Regions from separate parts of the Ovis aries genome. Here region 2 is linked to region 1. A link is a contact called in public Hi-C data. All regions are on one chromosome and are shown on one strand. Each heading gives the region's core, a stretch centred on a gene start, on an enhancer-like site or on the middle of the called end of the contact. The rest is flanking DNA. Distances are from core to core; before and after follow the strand shown.

Evidence for each region. A called contact is a pair of places that touch in the nucleus more often than the background predicts.
Region 2: a contact with region 1 is called in a Hi-C map of liver, with 2.4 times the contacts expected there. The contact joins the promoter of MMP24OS here to the promoter of ACSS2 in region 1. A contact is called at or near these places in 2 of 16 Hi-C or Micro-C datasets (liver and tail adipose tissue).

The regions. Positions count from the first base shown.
Region 1 is chr13:64,179,892-64,182,591 of ARS-UI_Ramb_v3.0, reverse strand. ACSS2 (acyl-CoA synthetase short chain family member 2) reads right to left here and starts at 1,289. Exons shown (of 19, transcript XM_004014514.5): 1 at 1,046-1,289. The coding sequence starts at 1,223.
Region 2 is chr13:64,533,427-64,536,126 of ARS-UI_Ramb_v3.0, reverse strand. It overlaps MMP24OS (MMP24 opposite strand), which reads left to right and starts at 1,304. Exons shown (of 2, transcript XM_027977122.3): 1 at 1,304-1,376; 2 at 1,461-2,410. The coding sequence starts at 1,464. The coding sequence ends at 1,637. It overlaps MMP24 (matrix metallopeptidase 24), which reads right to left. Exons shown (of 10, transcript XM_027977120.2): 10 at 2,356-2,700. EIF6 (eukaryotic translation initiation factor 6) reads left to right here. Exons shown (of 6, transcript NM_001162563.1): 6 at 456-465. The coding sequence ends at 465.

The DNA of each region.
Region 1 (2,700 bases), core at 40-2,539:
TGATTTAATCTTATCTTGCTTACTAAACAGTTGCTTCATCCCCATTGCTCTTATGGGTATCAGACTAACCACTATTTAGTGAAAGCTGCTGTGCATTAGGCACTCTGTAATGCACACTTCACTTACTACTCATTTTAGCCCTCAAACAAATCTTCAAGGTAGGTATTATTACCTCTATTTTATAGATAAAGAAAAGGAATTTCAGACAGGTTTTAAAATCTCAAGACCAAAGAGCAAATGAGTGGCAGAGCCAAGATCTAAATCCAGATTGTTCATGCATGTCCCACTGCCAGCATCATACCGCCTTCCAATTCAGCTACATCTGTGACCCCTTACCCAGCTTGAGTCTCAAAGACATGGCACTACCTATCAGAATTACGGAGTTATTATAATCCCAGCCCTAATTTTTTTTTATTTTAAAGACAATATTTTAGTGACTTGTTCAGTCTTACATGGTAGTCTTCATCGAGATTTCTGAAATACTAAAAATAGATCTCCATTACTAACTTGGGGATTGGCAGGATGGGACTCGAGTGCCCCTCAGCAGTGGAGACTAACTCACAGGCGAAAGGTGTCAGGAGGCACTCGGCTGAGCTGGGCTGAAAAGCGGTAAAGAAAGTTCTCTTCGTGGCCCGCCTCCTTTCAAGGCGCTCCTGGCACCTAAGAGCCCGACTGTTCATATGAGGAACTGTCTTCTCAGGACATTTTCACATTTTCAGACGTTCACAGAACCTGCGAAACCCCCAAGTCGCAAAGGAACCCCCCAACTTCTAGGAGACGCTCATTTCCTACAGAACGACATTTCCTCCTTCGCCTCAGAGAACCCCCCTCCTCCCGGAACCCCTTTTCCATCTCCTTAAAGAACCGCTATTCTTCCATAACAGAACCTCTATCTCCTTACCAACTCCCCAGTTTCCCAAGGGAACCTCCATCTCCTCACGGAACCTCCATTTCCCGACGGAACACCCCTAATTACTCCCTCTCCTGTGAACCCCCACTTCTCTTCTAGCTGACGTCCCTCAGGCCCGCCCGGGCCCTGCCTCACCTCTCGGCTCCTCCAAGGAGCGCCGGTGCAGCTCGCGGTAGCGCTGCAGCGAGGGGACGTGCGCCGAACGGCTGACCTCGGGCGGAGGAGACCAGCTCCGCACCGGGTTCCGGGCCCTAGCCTCCTCCCGGGCCCCGCTCCCGCTGCCGCTCCGGCTCCGCTCTTCGGGAAGTCCCATCACCTCAAGTTCCGAACACTATAGCCGCCTTGGCGGTAGCAGCTGGCGCCCAGGCGCTGAAAACAGGCCGACCGAGGGGCGGGGCCTTAAGAAGGGGCGGGGCCTGGGGGCGGGGCGCGGGGCGGGGCTTAGGCAGGTGCAAGAGGGAGAGGCCCAGAGGGGCGGAGCCGTGCCTGGTGGTGTTGGCACCAGGTCTAGCAAAGAAACCCATAGGCCAAAGTTGAGCATTGCTTGGGGTATGGGGCGGAGCTTACTTGCGGAAGGGGTGGAGCCTCAGCGGGAAAGCAGAACGGGAGGGGCCAGGCGTGACAGGAGAGAGGGTGGGCCCGTGGAGTGACCGGGAGTGGCAAGGCTGGATGTGACAGGAGAGGAGGCAGGACCATGGAGTGACCAGGGTGGGGTGGGGTCTTGGAGTTACAGATGCAGAGTTGAGTTAGGGCGGGGCATGAGCAGGAAAGAGCTGGGCTAACGAACGGAGTTTGGTCAGGCCCATCGAGGAGCCGCCCCGCGATCTGATTGCACAAGCCTGTCACCCTACCGAGTAGAAAAGCCAGGTGGAGTAGGGTCCTTTCCGGGTGACACACTTTCGCTCTGGGAACTAACCGCTACCCTGAGGAAACTCAGATTTTCTTCCACTCCTAAGGAGAGTTCTTTACTTTCCTTGCTTCCACAAATTTCCATCCAGACCTAAAACGCGAAGATTCATTAAGTTAAGACTAGGAGGCGCCTCAAGTCTTTGCTAATAAACCCATTTCATTGCATAAATTGTAGACTCAGGGAAAGGGAGGACTTTGTACAAAGTCCCAGAAAAAAAGACCATAACTTGGCCCAAACCTAGATCTCCTGCCTCCAGAAGTTTTTACCACCTTATCTGGCTGAAGCTGAGGCTTGTGAAATAGTCTAGGCAAATAGAAGAAATCAGTCACACCCTTCTTTCCCTCCCAGTCTCTTACTTCATCAAGAGACACCTGGGCTCAAATACCTCCAGCTTCCCTCTATGCCTTCCACTCCAGAAAGGAGGGACCAGCCAGGACCCTCCATCTCTCTGCACTCACCACCAAGAAGGGCCCACTCCCACCCATCCGCTTACAGAACAGCCATCATGTCAAGCAGGATCCTTAAGTACCTAACTCCAAGAGTGATTCTGAGGCCTGGAAGCAGGCAGCCCCCACTTCCTGAAGCCTACGCAGAACCCCATCTGACCCAGCCTCCCTTCCCACCTGCTCTCTTGTTCTTCGTCCAACTAATCTCATGCCCAGCACATCCTAAATTCAATTCAGTTCAGTCGCTTAGTCATGTCCAACTCTTTGTGACCCCATAGACTATAGCATGCCAGACCTCCCTGTCCACCACCAACTTCTGGAGCTTGCTCAAACTCATGTTCACTGAGTCAGTGATGCCATCCAACCATCTCATCCTCTGTCATCCCCTTCTCCTCCTGCCTTCAGTCTTTCCCAGCATCAGGATCTTTTCTAAG
Region 2 (2,700 bases), core at 55-2,554, 350 kb before region 1:
AGTTCAGTCTCTGGTCAGGGAACCAAGATCCCATAAGCTGTGAGCAGGCTTTTACAATCATGCAAATGATTATCACCTCCAGGAAGAATGTTCTGGCTCCAGTCTTGCCACTAGAGGATTTGTGATCTAGTCGTGTCTCTTCCCTCTCTGAGCATCCCCCACCCTTCCCTTGTCTGATTTGGTCTGTTGGACTTGACCTGTGAGGCTCTGATCATGATTAGCAATTTGAATAAGTTATTTTGAGTTCACCTGCTTGAGTGGAGAAGGAGTTACTGTTCCTTTTTAAGCACTGAGAGTCCTGGACTGGATTGTTACTTGTGGCAGTGGTGGAATCTGCAAGGGGCTCTTCAGGGCAGAGCTGGAGCAGAGGTCCTGGGGTGAGGGTGGAGGGCACCCTCACCCTCCACGCTCAAGCACCTGACACCTACTGACAACACTCCTTTCTCTCTCTCCAGCCTCACCTGAGTCACCTTCCATACTGGTCCCGGCTCGGACTTTGGCTCCCTCTCAGTGTTCCACCCAGTCTGTCCTGAATGCTGGCAGGGCAGTGGCAGAGAACTCACCTGGACTCGTGGCTGTATGCCCAGCCTTTCTTCATCTGTGCCCATCTCCTGAATCTATAGTTACTGCAGAAATGTGCCACGTCATGCTGGCTGGCAGGTCCTATGGCTTCTGGCTGAGAGCTCTGTTGTCTGTGCCACCCCATTAAAGGACAACTTCCTCTGGCCATTCTGAATGTGTTATTTGGGGATTTCAACGTGTACTCAGCCCCCTCATCATTGTTCCAGGGGGAAGGTGGAGTAGGATGCACACACCCCTTAGTTTTACATGCCCCCCCATCATTAGCTTCATCCCAGGGCAAGAGAAAGAAACACTCCATTATACTACCGTTTCCCACATGACTTCAGCCTTATTGTTTTGGCTTCAAAGAATAAGTCTGTTTCAGCTCTCCCGTACGCCAGTATGAGGATCCTGACGGGCTTTGGGGCACCTGGCCACAGGGCAGCATTGTCCTCCTTGACCCGCAGTGGTGGATGGAGGTTGTTGGCCTGGCTGCTAGGTGCCCTGGACAGCCTCAGACTCTTCGGTGCGTGTGGCGCCAGGCTTGAAGAGGCGTGGGTAGTTGGGGCGGATCTCCGAGTTGCGAGTGGGGCGGGGCTCCGGGACTTGGGGGCAGGCGTGGCCGGTTGTTGGTGGGTGGGGTCGGGTATGCTGGGCCCCGCCCCTGCGCCCTGAAACCTTCCCAGGCGCTTAGGGGGCGTGGTTCGTGCGCCGTGACGTCAGGACGCCAGTGCCTCCGGACGGTGCCTCGCTGGCGAGCGGCGAGCGCAGACCCGCGCTGGGACGGTTCCGACCCGCGGCTCCGGCGTTGCGAGGTGAGGGGCGGGCCCCAGAGGGGTGGGGCGGGGCAGGGGTGGTGTGCAGCCGGCCCCGCACCTGACGGGCCTGTCCTCCTGCAGAACATGGGCGCTCAGCTGAGCGGTGGCCAGGGCTCCACGGAGCCGCCGCAGCCCCAGCCGCATCCCCAACCCCAGCCTGCGGCGCCGGAGGACCCTGCTCGGCCCCGGCCAGAGCCCAGCCCCTGGGGGCCGCTGGACGACGTGCGCTTCCTCATCGCCTGCACCTCCTGGTACTGACTCGCCGCCCTCCGCAGTTAGCGCCCGCCGCCTCCTGTCGTCCAGTTCGCTTCTCCTGGTCGGGCCCTTGTCTCCCCACCTTCGCCCACCCTGGAGGCGCTCGGAGAGTCGGGGAGTCGAGGGGAACTGGAAGGAAGCCGCCTCTGCAGCCTCGCCCGGGGGCGCTGTCTTTCCTCTGGCCCCTCCCGCTACCCTGGATTTGTTCGCTCCTTAGCCTGCACCCAGACTAGCTCAGATTTTCGTGTTCTTGCCCACCCCACAGTTTCTCTGGCCGTCTGGGTCCTGGGGCAGCCTTCTCGTCACTGGCTTCCAGAACCAGGTCAGGACTCTTGGTAAGAAGACCCCAAGGCTACTGACCTCACCTCACCTCATTTTTCGCTATCACCAAGAACTGGGCTCTTGCTTTTGTCCTGGTCATAGCACCTTGTGTTTTGACTTCAGAAAAGACCTTGCCGCAGTGACCCTGCCCATCCATACCTCTCCTGGGAGAGGTGCCATCTTGGGTGGCCACCCTGGCATTATCCGGTTGTATCCCTGGGAACCCAGTTACAGAGGGCCTCCAGGGCCAGCCTTTTGGAGAGAGAGGGCATCTGATTTTGGGGGCTGGCAGATGAGATGCGTTGGGCAGCTCCCAGACACCCCAAGCATCCTGTCTCCCAGAAGCTTCTTCAGGCCACTCAGAACCTGATCCCTGTTCCGACAGCCCAGGGAAATGACACACTCTGTATTTTTGTTTTATTTAGAAATGATTTAAAAAACATTATACAAAGGCTGATCAGTTTAAAATGTGACTGACACTGAAATGCTGTGATGTTCCCCAGACTGTGGGGAAGCTGGGCTCTGGGGTCCCCAGTGCTTTGCCCCTCTGTCTGTCTGCCCTGTCCTGGGTTGATGGACAAACAGATGACCCCAAGGCAGGAGAATCCATGACTGGAAACCTCCAGGCTGAGCCCTCTCTGGGCCTGGCCCTGCGTCCCTCACATCTGCAGCCTGGGCTGCCTGCCTCCATCTCCTGCTCTTTCTCAGCTGACCTCAGTAGTACCAGGAGCCAGTGGGGAGCCTG